2 separate regions of the Arachis hypogaea genome follow, and region 2 is linked to region 1. The links are chromatin contacts, called in public Hi-C maps. All regions are on one chromosome and are shown on one strand. The core of a region is the stretch at or near the end of the contact, and the rest is flanking DNA. Distances in the headings are between cores, read along the strand shown.

What was found. Hi-C and Micro-C count contacts between places; a contact is called where the count stands out from the background.
Region 2: a contact with region 1 is called in a Hi-C map of leaf, with 1.7 times the contacts expected there. The contact joins the promoter of LOC112701634 here to the enhancer-like site in region 1. A contact is called at or near these places in 2 of 8 Hi-C or Micro-C datasets (both in leaf).

The regions. Positions count from the first base shown.
Region 1 is chr7:77,194,889-77,201,117 of arahy.Tifrunner.gnm2.J5K5, reverse strand. LOC112703544 (receptor-like protein 14) reads left to right here. Exons shown (of 8, transcript XR_011864171.1): 2 at 995-1,150; 3 at 1,432-1,506; 4 at 4,660-4,734; 5 at 4,861-5,779; 6 at 5,852-6,009; 7 at 6,123-6,229. Among protein-coding and RNA genes, the nearest start is that of LOC112701627, 15 kb to the right of the region's middle. Within about 2 kb of position 3,322, at least 1 of the 3 cell types and tissues checked has open chromatin away from gene starts, as enhancers often do.
Region 2 is chr7:77,311,844-77,318,072 of arahy.Tifrunner.gnm2.J5K5, reverse strand. It overlaps LOC112701634 (mitogen-activated protein kinase kinase kinase 20-like), which reads right to left and starts at 2,969. Exons shown (of 1, transcript XM_025752373.1): 1 at 2,412-2,969. The coding sequence starts at 2,969. The coding sequence ends at 2,412.

The sequences.
Region 1 (6,229 bases), core at 2,073-4,572:
ACCAAATTCTTTAAAATTAGTGTCAAAATTCTTATTTTAATAAGCTCTACCTCATTAAACTATAAAATTCTATTTTCTAATTATTTTGATTAATAATTAATTTATTGGCTAATTATTTTTACAAATTTTTTGGGTTTTACAGAGTTTGTCCCAGATAGGATTAGGTTGAATCCTAGGAAAATTGGTGTTTGTAATATTTGAAAGATAGTGAAAATTTCACCACTGTTGTGGGAGGGACTAGATATAAGTCGCATTGTACATAGTGACTGAACCAGGATATATGGCTGTGTCACTTTTTTTTTCTCTGTTTTAATTCTGATTTTATCTTCTAAGAGACAAAACAAAATTATCTCCTACTTATTCTAACCAACAAGACGTCACAGCTACTTTTCACTCATACAATTCAGTTCTAACTCCTTTATTAAAAAGAGACAAAATAAAAATGTCTCCTAAACTTTAAAAAAAAAAGACTTAGCAGATTCTCAATAGTTCTATCCAATTTGAAGTAAAAACAAATAATGTAAAAAGAGGCCTATATTCAATCTCCCATTTTCTAAGTTACTAATATCCATCAGGTAGTTATAGCAATTAGTAAATTAAAAGTTAATTATTTTAGCTAATGCATTATGACTCCATCTCCCTTTTATTTCTAGCTCTATTGTTTGTATATGTGTGTCAATAATATAGATTTCATCCTTATTCTCTCAAAATATCCCTCTTTTTCTTTCCCAAATAATACACTTGGTTAAGAGAAAAAGATAAAATAAAAGTAAAAGACTCTTTTAATTTTATTTTATTTTATTTTAATATTATTATTATTTTTTTTCTTTTCTTTTTTTTGCGTAGGAATTCCAAATGTGTCAAATAAGACCTTTTTTTTAAAACTAGTTTAACTACCTATCCGAAGGTGATTCACCCTTCAAACAATATATGCATGATTATCTTTATTCTTTGGTTACGTTATGGATGTGATTTTTTTAATAATCTTTTGAAGGCAATAGAAGCAAGTCAACATTAAAAAAGTTGGAGAATTTAGATCTCAGTTCTAATAACTTCAAGAAGAGTGTAATGGAATTCTTTTCTGGTCTATCATCCCTCAACAATTTGAACCTTGCTAATAACATTCTTGGTGGACTCTTTCCTAGCAAAGGTATGAATTTGCATGAATTATTAGGACATAATTTTCATGCACTATAAGTATAAATCAATTAAAAGAGTTTTATGTAAAAAATCAACTTGATATTACGATATTAACAAAAATAATTAATTTTCAAACTTACTATTTAAAAAATTATCTAAATACATAAATCTAATTGGATAATTGTATGTAAAATTTTTTATTGTGTTCATGTATTAAAATTAAATTCTTATATTATTTTATACATAAGGATTTGTTTAATTTGTAGATTCTGATTAGAAATATTTGTTTAGAGATATCACATCTGCAAAACTTGGTGATGTTGGACTTGAGTTTTAATTATCTTTATGGCGGCTTGACAACTCAAGGTACCCATTTCTATTTGAGGATTCATTTTTATCTTGTTTGGTGGGTTTATCGAAATTATTGTGTTATTCGTATTATCTATCTAAAAGCATTAGGTATAATTCATTAGTTATAAGGACAGTGTTAGGGTCAGCAAATTTTGTGATTTATAGTCATTAATTAGTTATAATTAGTATTTTTAACAGTGTAAGATTATATCTAATGGTATATAATTATTCACTTTTCTTTTGATGGTTAAGTGCTGGCCAAATTTTAATAAAAATGCTGTCCCCTAAACTTTTTCTTAGTTATATTATCTATAGTTGATTTTTATTCAATTTTTTTTTTCGTTTAGGAATAACAATGCAATTGGGGGGAATGCAATTGGGGGGAGGGATAGATTTTCGGATCTAGTCCTATTTTATAGGGGTGAGCACGGGTAGCGGATATCCGATTACTCGTCTGAATTTAAACCGAACTAATTAAATTGATTTTGGAATCAATGGGTAATCGGTTCTAATCCGAACCAAACCGATAGTCTTTGTTAGTAATTAGTTCGGGTATTAATTTTGGGGGTGCAGAACCCGAACCAATCCGCAAACCCGATCATATATTAATTAAATAAAAAAAATAAAAAATATATATGACTTTTCTATTAGACAATGATTATTCACTATTAATATGTTTGGATTTTAATGAGTTTAGTTTTCAATGTATTTGGTGTTTAACATGTTTGGATTATTTCTATTGATGTTACATGTTTATTGTACTTGTTGAATTTTTAAGAAAAAAATTTGATTTTTTGTTTTATGAATTTTAAAATCATCGGGTACCTAATTACTCATCGGTTTGATTTGGTTCGAATACATGTACAAAAAATCACAAGTTCAAACCAAACCAAATCCATTACATTTGATTGATTTAGTTCTAATTTTACCATAAACCCAAACCAAACCGACCCGTGCTCACTCCTACTATTTTATTCTATATAAATCCTATCCTGTTAGAACTACTCGTGAATCATAAAAATTTGTATCCTAATTCGTTCTGTGGAGTACTTGTCCATGGCCGGATATACCCATATCCGATCCCGTTTCCCCCCAAGCACCAACTGTCTTATCAAAATTCACCACGAACTAGGTTGGATAATTACCCACCCCAACTAAATAAGAACGAGACGAGTACTCGCAGGTACAAATTATATTATTATCTCTATTTTAGTCATTTTGATTACATTGTAAACTCAAAATTCGATTGCAAGCTAAGTACGATTAAACGGAGAAAGTTTTGAACTGACATTATATTTTCACTTAGTGATTAAAAGTTCGTTTTTGTAGTGACACATATAAAAATAAGGAAGATCTACTATATTTTAAAACACCATTAAGAAGAGTTTATTAATGAAAGGATTATTTTAAAAATACTTAAGAGAATGACCATTTTTTTTTTTAAGTAGGCATTATATTCTTAGTTGTTGTTGTCAATTGTTTTACTATATAACCAAATCTTAAATGAGCGTATGAGACAATGGGTGAAAGTATCTACATAAAATTCTAATGCTAAAGTCAGCAGATATTTTAATAGAAATATATATCAAACTGGATTAAAATTACCTGTGTTGATGTAATATTTATAGAAGTGTGAATTTAATGTAGCTGACTATTTCAAAATGGGAGAACTTACTCTGTAGATTGAGGGCACTTAACTATCCTCAATATGAGGAAGGTTTTATGCATAAAAAAAAAAAAAAAAAGTTATTCCCTCTACACGTAGTGATTTTGGAGGAGTGAGGGAAGCATATGGCTTGCTTCCTAAGTTAGATCGGGTCATGGATGAAAGAATCCGAATTGGAACCCTTTTGGATATAGGTGATCTATCAGCCGTCAGCACGTTGGGTCAGATCGAGTTAAACTTTAATATAGAAACAGGATTGGGCTTCTTGAGTTATTGAACTCATATAGAAACGGATAGAAAAATTTTCGATATTTCAAGTTCAAATATTAACATTTGGCAATAGAATTGCAAATTAAACTTATTTTAGTTCGATTTAGTTGGAAATTAAATATGAGAATTAGAATTATCTAAATAATTGAAAATTATATTTTTATTTTATTTCAATATAATTTTTTTAGAGAGCAGAATTGAACATGAATCTTCTAATATAAAGACCAACCTAATAACTACTAGGCTGATTTCATTATGGTTATTTTCAATGCTTTTTAAAATATATTTTTTATTTTCACATTATATCCTAATTAATACACGATATCTTAAGTATATATTTTATTATTATTTTTAACTATAAACTCATTCTTAAATTAATTATATTTTTATTTAATAATAATTATAAATTTATTTATTTTTTTATAATTATATGATATTTATTAATATTTTTTTTAATAAATACTTATAGTATATAATAGTATAATAAATATAAATTAATTAATAAATTATTAAAATTTAAAAATAATAATTATTTTATTATAAAAACAAAATAAAAATATTTGATAGAATAAAAATAATAAATACTTATTGTTTTTGTTCTATATTATTTTAGAATAGTTTGGTTATTTTTAAAATATTAGTAGTAAAGATATGTATTTTAAATTTTAATTTTAAGTTTTTGACTATTTTATATTTTTATTTACATAGTATCGGGTCAATCAGTTCAATAAATGACCCATCAGTTAAATCAATAACTTAGTGACCCAATAATTTGATCGTTTTGATCACCGATTCAATTCTGATAACTATGTTTGAGGATATTCTCAGCGTGTTTCAAATCTACTATTAAAGATTTGACTATTAATGCTTTTTTTTAAAAAATAAAACAAAGAGAAATGCTAGGAGACTAGTAGGTTTTGTAATTTGTAGTCAATTAGTTATCATTAGTATTTTTAATAGTGTGAGATTAAATTTAATGATAAAAGATTACTCATTTTTTTTAATGATTAAATATTGGCCAAATTTTAATAAAAATGCTGCTTTTCTAAACTTCCTCTTGAAGAAAATTACAAACATACACCAAGTTCTCTTTAGGTGCAACCTGTTTTTCTTTTCTTATTTAAACCAAAATAATAAGTTGAAATAATTAAATATGATCATGTGTATATATCAGATTTTGTTACCCACTTATTATAGCATCTAAACGTATTTCTCTATCTATTCTTGTAAAGCTTTGGCAAATCTAAGCAAGTTGCAAGTCCTTAAATTAGGTCAATTATCTCTCAGTGGATCTCTCCCAATTCAAGGTGAGCAAATCTTCATTGTTACCTCCAAAAAAGAATTATGTTTTTACCCTCAGCTTTAATTTGAATACCCATGATGACATGATGTAAAATTAAATTCTAATCATGTTATATACTACTCATATGTAGGTTTATGTAAAATGAAACAACTAGAAGTGCTAGACTTACATAGAAATGCATTCGATGGAACTTTGGATGCATGTGTTGCAAATTTGACGTCGCTTCGAGTTCTTGATCTCTTCGGAAACTCCTTAACCGGGAACGTTTTTGAACCTTGGATTTCTAGCCTTGCATTGTTGGAGACCCTTTCCCTGGGTATGAATTCATTTGAGGGCATATTCTCATTAAACATGTTGGCTAACCATTCAAAGCTTAAGGTGTTAGAACTCGACGAAATGGATTCTGAAACGTTTCAAGTGCAAACCGAAACCTCCCCTTGGATTGCATCATTTCAATTGGAACAATTAGACATCTCCAGTTGCAAAGTCAACTCACATACAAAAACACTTCCTTCTTTCCTTTCATCTCAGACCAGTTTGGAAATTATTGCCCTATTAGATAACGATCTAGTTGGTTCATTTCCCATCTGGTTGCTTCTAAACAACACAAAATTGGAAGGAGTATACTTTGGCGGCAATTGTTTTACAGGATCTTTTGAACTACCCTTTGATCTAAATTATCATCACATGGATCAACTAGAGTTCTTGGACATATCAGACAACAAAATCCAAGGTGAGCTCCCCAGGAACATAGGAGTTGTCTTCCCAAATTTAATTCTTCTGGATGTGTCTAACAATAAGTTTGGCGGTCATATTCCCGAATCAATTGGAGAGATGGAAAATTTGACAACATTGTATCTTGGAAATAACAGATTCTCTGGAAACTTACATGAGCACATTCTCAATGGATGCCTGTCATTGTCCAGTTTGATTATGGATAATAACCAGCTAAATGGAACACTTCCCAGTTTTACTGGAAATCCAAAGCTTGTCTTGTTATTTGCATCAAGGAACAATTTTCAGGGTTCTATAACGAGAGAGTTTTGCAGGTTTGGACTTGTCATTTTGGACCTCTCTTTCAATAACCTTTCTGGTACCTTACCACCATCTTGTTTAAACAGGTTGTTCATAAACTTGCAAGGAAATAGCATCACTGGTAAAATACCCGAGGCATCGACGAACATGTCAGTGTTGATGGATTTGAGTGACAATAAATTTACAGGAAGTATTCCAGAAAGTATATACAATCTCCCGAATTTGAGGTATTTATTATTGGCAGGTAATGACCTACAAGGCCAACTTTCCAGTCAAATATGTCAGTTAAAAAATCTCCAGGCCTTAGACCTTTCACGCAACAACTTATCTGGCTTTATTCCTTCTTGCTTGAACAAGATACGATTTTCAGAAGAAATTTATGATCCACCGAGTAGAATACCTGGATTCTCTTCAAGAGGTGTAGACATCATCGAGAAAACTTTGATGCTTGCTTTGATGCTTTT
Region 2 (6,229 bases), core at 1,720-4,219, 120 kb before region 1:
AACTGCATTGTAAGTAATTTCATTGAAATTTAACTGTTGACCGGATAAATAAACTATTGACCAAACGTTTCGGTCACTTTGTCAAATAGAATATATATTTTGGAGGTTATTTTGTCAAAAATAAATGTTGAGATCTATTTTATCAAAAGCTAAATATTTCGGGTGTCAAAATAGCTATTTACTCTATAAACGAATTTAACAATAGTTATCAAACCCAATTTGACCAGAAACCCGATGGTCTAACCAGGTTGAATTACCCTTCAAACTGCTTAAACACCAGACATGCACAAAATCGGTTTGGTCCATTCGGATTTAAGCAAAATCAGTGAACCAACTGGTTTTCATAACTGGGACCAGGTCATGGTTATTTTTTTTAAATTGAAAACGACGTTATTTTCTAGTAAAGGAAAGCTAAAATCGTTCAGTGTCTCAGTCTCGTCACTCTCTCACTCAAGCTCTCTCATCTCTCGTCTCCAGTCTCTCTCACTACCTCCGGTCTTGCACTCAAGCTCGTTGTCGCTCTCTGTCTCGTCACCGTCTCACAGTTAGCATGCACCTTCCCTGCGCTCGTCGGCGGTGGCGGCAAAAGCAGAAGGTCCTGGTGCTGGTCGTCGTCGTCGCTCTTTGTCTCGTCACCATCTCACACTCAGTCGAACGCCTTCCATGTGCTCGTCGTCGGCGGCGGCAGAAGCAGCACGTCCCGGGATTGGTCGTCGTTGTCGTCTTCTTGCTTCGAGCCTCGCCATCAGCTTCCTCCTCGCCGGCATTCGCTGGTCTCCGATTTGGTGCGTTCAAAAAATTCCCCCGCTCTTTTTCCTCAATTTTGTTGCTGTAATTCATCTCTTCATCTTGATTTTGATGCTGAAAGTTGAATTTTTACTGATTATCATCACCGCACCTTGAATCTGTTGCTGTCTTGTTGAAAAAATCATTAGCTAAATTTTTTGTTGCTATAATTCATCACTGCACCTAGATCTTGTTGCTGAAAATATCACTAAACTAATTTTTTGTTTTTGAAAAAATTCACGGAGTTGAATTTCTTAATGATTATCATCACTGAAGCTTGACTCTATTATTGTCTTGCTGAAATAATCATTTAGTTAATTTTTTTTTGCTGCAAATCTATAAATCATATTTTGAGCTAAATCTTTTGTTGCTGAAAATTATTATAGTTGAATTTGTTGTTGAAAATGAGGTTCATGTTCTGTGCAACTCATAATAAAATTGTTCAGTTAAATTATTGTTCCCATGCTCTCTATTTTTTTGCTAGAATTTTTAAAATGTCTTCATCACAACTCAGTTGCATAATATTAAATTTAGGAGAAAAGATAAACAAATAATAGAATTTTTGAAATTTCATCAATTATTTTTCCATCACCCTTAAATAGCTAGGCTATTTGTAGTTTTTATTATAAATACTACAACTAGAAAAAAACAAGTTAATAATCCCCTAGAAAGAACGAACAGTGATGAGAAAAAAAAGAAGAAGAAAGATAAGTTAAGCATACAATTTAATTAATGAGTCCAATCCCTCCCTTTCAATTTCACATCCTTGCATCTTAATATTGTATGTATATTCTGCACTCACTTATTCCTCTTTGAGGAACACTAAGAGCTCAACAAGTGACACAAGTTTTACCTATTGATGATATTGCTCATAATTGATGTTATTCAGAGTTCAATAAATTGATGGTTTACTACTTCTAAAAGAATAACAACACAAGTTAACATTTTTCTATCTAATTAAACTATTTGATTATATACTAAAAGCAAGATTATAAAAGGAAGAAAGAAAAAGAAAATTGAAACATAAAAAGGAACTTATAACATCTGAAGCACAAATAGCAAACAAAATTATTGTTATTAACATAGTTTACTCAATCTTATAAACCACCATAAATGTTAAGGAACAGACTCATTATTCATCAATATTTTATACAGCTTTTCTATTTCCTAAGACCGCCCGACTCCAACTCTCTTTCGGCAAAGCCATCAAGGAGAAGAAGATGGCCTGACCCAAGAGACACTACAGCATAGCCATCCGGCCTTGGACAGGGGACACAATAAACAAAACCATTCAATCTTACCATGTCATCATAATATCTCTAACTACATAAACTATAAATAAGATTGCAATGAAACTAACTAAGAAAAACAATCATAGCTAAGTTGCAAGATAATATGAATGAAAAAGTGTGACATAAAAGAAAGGATGATCAAGAAGCATCTGAGCAAGCCACCTCTTGCTAGGATCTTTCACAAAGCACTTTTCTAGAAAATCATAATAGAAAAAATTGATTCCTTTCGGCTTCTTGGGTGATAGGTTCAAGATACTCAATAAAACCTCAAATACTCCTCATTAAGCAAAAGGTTCTCACCCCATGCAGGAAATCTAGTGAGCATTTCAATCACTATGCAACTAAGTGCTCATATATCCCTCGGAGCATCATTATGCCCGAAAAATGCTCCGGCGACAAGTACGACTGCATACCTCTAGACTTGGACTTCCAAACCTCAACATCTGCTTTCTCCTTTTTGGTCTTAGATAATTCGAAATCCACAATCTTCAATTGACAGTTTACACTCTCTTTGTCCAGTAAAGGAAACAGAAGAATGTTCTCTGACTTGAGGTGACAGTGGACGATTCCTTTGCCATGAATATGCGAAAGCCCTTTAACAATCATGCGTGCATACTTCAATAGAAGATTGATAAAGTACTGCTCGTTCTCTACCATGATCTCAGTTCGAAAGCCTCGAATGATTTCTTGGCAACCACTGCTTTCACCTTCGCACAATGATTTGAAAATCTGTTCTTCTTTCTTCAATGAGAATGCCAATCTGGGAATGGAGCTCTTCATAGCAATGAAGCTCTGATACGGTGTTTGTGTATCAATAACAATTGCAAGATAAACAATACCATAAGAACCCGCTCCCAAGACCTTCAGTTTCTTCCATTGTAAACTACTCATCTTTGATTGAGTTTTCTTACTCCTGTATCAACATCAAATGTTACATGTATACAGTGATCAAATAATATTATTTATCAATATACAAATTTTGAAGTACCTACAGTAGGCTAGTTCTTTTGGCTTTTCTTGTGGATTATGAATTGTGTCGTTTTGTGTTCTATTAATTATTACTAAGTTTGTTATAGCTTGTGCTATTTATATTAATTACTTTTTATCATTTGAACGAGTAGATTTCATTAGCAGCAAGATAATATTTTTGTTTGCATATATAATAGAAAATATAAAGACAGTGTCAGTAGGAATAATTTAAACCAAAAAACAAATTCAAAAATCTTGAAATATCTCTATCTTATGACAATTTTAAACCAACTTTAATTTTTAAACCCAAATAAAAAGTGAAATAAATATCTCTATCCCTATTTTCTTAAGGATTATAAGAATTTGTTAGTTAAAAAGGTTATGAAATAGAGATAATTTAATTTCAAAATCTTTGCCTTTGTTTCATAGTATTTATGTCTACTATGATCTCCATAATTTCTTTTAAGGTTTAAACGTCAACCAAATATTTCATTTGCAAATCGATCTATCCATCTACTTATTTAGTCTAGTTTGATTATCCAAAATTCAAATAGATGATATAATTTAAATTAGTGATTTAATTTAATTTGATAAAAATAAATGTACTCATTTTGCTATATTTATATGATTAATTATGATTAGTATTTTAATTTCCAATAATTGAAGAGCAGAGTGTCTGGTCATTGGACAAACTAGTTTAGGTTGCTTGCTTATTAGACGAACTGCATATATTATCCCAAAAAAATAGTTTTTTAGAAATAATAATTTTTTATTTATATAAAAAATATCCATTAATTGTGCCTATCATTTTTTTCCTTTATTATTTTTAAGTATTAAGAATTCTAGGAGATACATATTGGTTTATATGTTTCTACGTGGTGATTGCATTGAAATATTCATTGAATCTGAGGATAGTTTAAGGTTTATGGTTAGGTTTCATAAACAAAAAAAGTACCTAACAGCCAATGAATATTGGTTCTATCATTTTTTGCTTTAAAATATGAAGAGATGAGTTTTTGTGATTAACCTCATATGATTTGGACTCTCTTGCTTTCACTGCTGAGTTTATATGTTAGCTCTAGGTGCTAATTTTGCAAAGAGTTCTTGATTAATACAAAATTTACAATTGAGTGAAAAGAGTAATAAAGCATCATCTTGAGTATGTACATGTTACTAAAGAATTCGGTACAAAACCAATGCTCATCAAGAAGGTACAATAGTATACATTACATCTAACATGTCCGTTTTTTCTTTCATCTCCATCTCATGCATCTTATGACTTGTGATATCACTACAAGAGCGAGCTCTTGATATAAAAAACAACAAACATGGTGTTTAGCTATAGTTAAAACCGTGGCTAAAACCTAAAAAATTTTGACTAACACAACAGCCATGAAAACAGAACTGTGGCCATTCGGGGTGTTGCATTTATGATTTGTCACGGTTTTTTGGCTTTTAGCCACAATTTCAAGAACTGTAAAGAATTTAACTTAGCCACAACATAACAAAAATTAGCCACAGTTTTAATCGTGGCTAAATCCCATGATGAAACAAAAAAATTATTGGCCACAACAAATTTGCCATGGTTTTAACTGTGGCTAACTATGAAGATTCCAATTAAAAAGTTATATTCTACATTTTATTATAATTATATCAAATTTGGCAATAAAAAATATTTTCTTTTATATATATGAAATAAATTCAACATCTATACATATAGGATAGAACAAAGAAATTTAACAATGTAAAATAACAAAAAATACATAGAATTAACACTTAGAATTAACATTTCATCGTGTGTTCAATCAAAGGATTGGTTGTTAATAGCTTTCAACCTCCTCTGCAACTTCACTAGTTAGAGCTAAACATTGTAAGTGAAGACTTTCAATGTCTCCTGGAATGCTGGAATCATGCAGTAACGAACACGAGCTCAATCGTTAACGATCTGTGCACTGCCATGAAAAAAAATTATGCAATGGTGGGAAAGAAATATAGTGAAGCAAAGCAACAAGAAAAAAGTGAGACCCAACTTCAATGAATCAATGAATGACATGACTTATATTATTTGTGCTTTTTCTTGATCTGCCTCTCTTCTACATGTCCTCCATCATAATCCAAAATTCTTGAAATATTAATTTCATTTCATAATGTATTAAGTAATTAAGCATGGCGATAAAATCACGTACAAGATAGAACCATGTAACTATAGTAGAGTTGCTTTTACATCCAAGTAGTTTCTGAAAATTTTCATTGTATAATATCACCATCACCATTCCTACCTACAAACACGATAAAACAATCACCCACCTTTTTAATTAGAACATGATAAAAATTCTCAACTATATAAAATTTTCTTTACACTAGGTCATGAATTGACTTCTCTAAATATATTAGTAGAGAGTGTAAACTCAGGGCACATAATTGAAAAAGAAAGATACAACGTGAAAGCAGAAAACCAGAGCAAGGTGACAAAAACTCTTGCAACAGCAACACAATGTCAGATTGGGCCGAGATTTTATAGTTTAATGAGGTAGAGCTAATTAAGAAAAGAATTTTGACACTAATTTTAAAAAATTTGGCCCGAGATTGGGCTAAACATGCCGAATCGGGCCCATATTGGGCCTCCCAATGGCTCATTAATGAAAGGCAACATCCCTTCCTTCCCCACTCAAAAACTACATATGCTGAAACACTCTTGGGGAAGAGAAGAACAAAGAACCCCAACTCTAAACCCTTGATTTGATTCAAATCCAAATAACTTTTGATCTGGAGCTCTGATCGCCGCACCATTTGCGGCCAGGCGACCGCAGCTCTACTATAACACTCTACCACAGAGAGTCTTATGCTTAAGTAATAAGACAGAGGTAGCGAGGTATTATGACTTCTAAAAATAAAATTTAGTATATATAGTAGTGTGAAAATGTGTATAACTAAGAGCCTTTGAAGAAAAATGGGTAAATCAAAATCTTTAAAATGAAAGCGCAACACTTCGATCAATAACGTAAACGAAGCAGATAAAGTAAGACGACATGGATATATGTACAATAGAGTGCCAAGATACAGCTAGCAAAGCCTAGGTCTTGGTTCGCGAAGGTAACCAGTCCGAGCACATAGTTATACATGTATAGATGTATAGGAACAACCCAAAAGAAAACCCAAATACAGAGTTACTAAATCTGAGT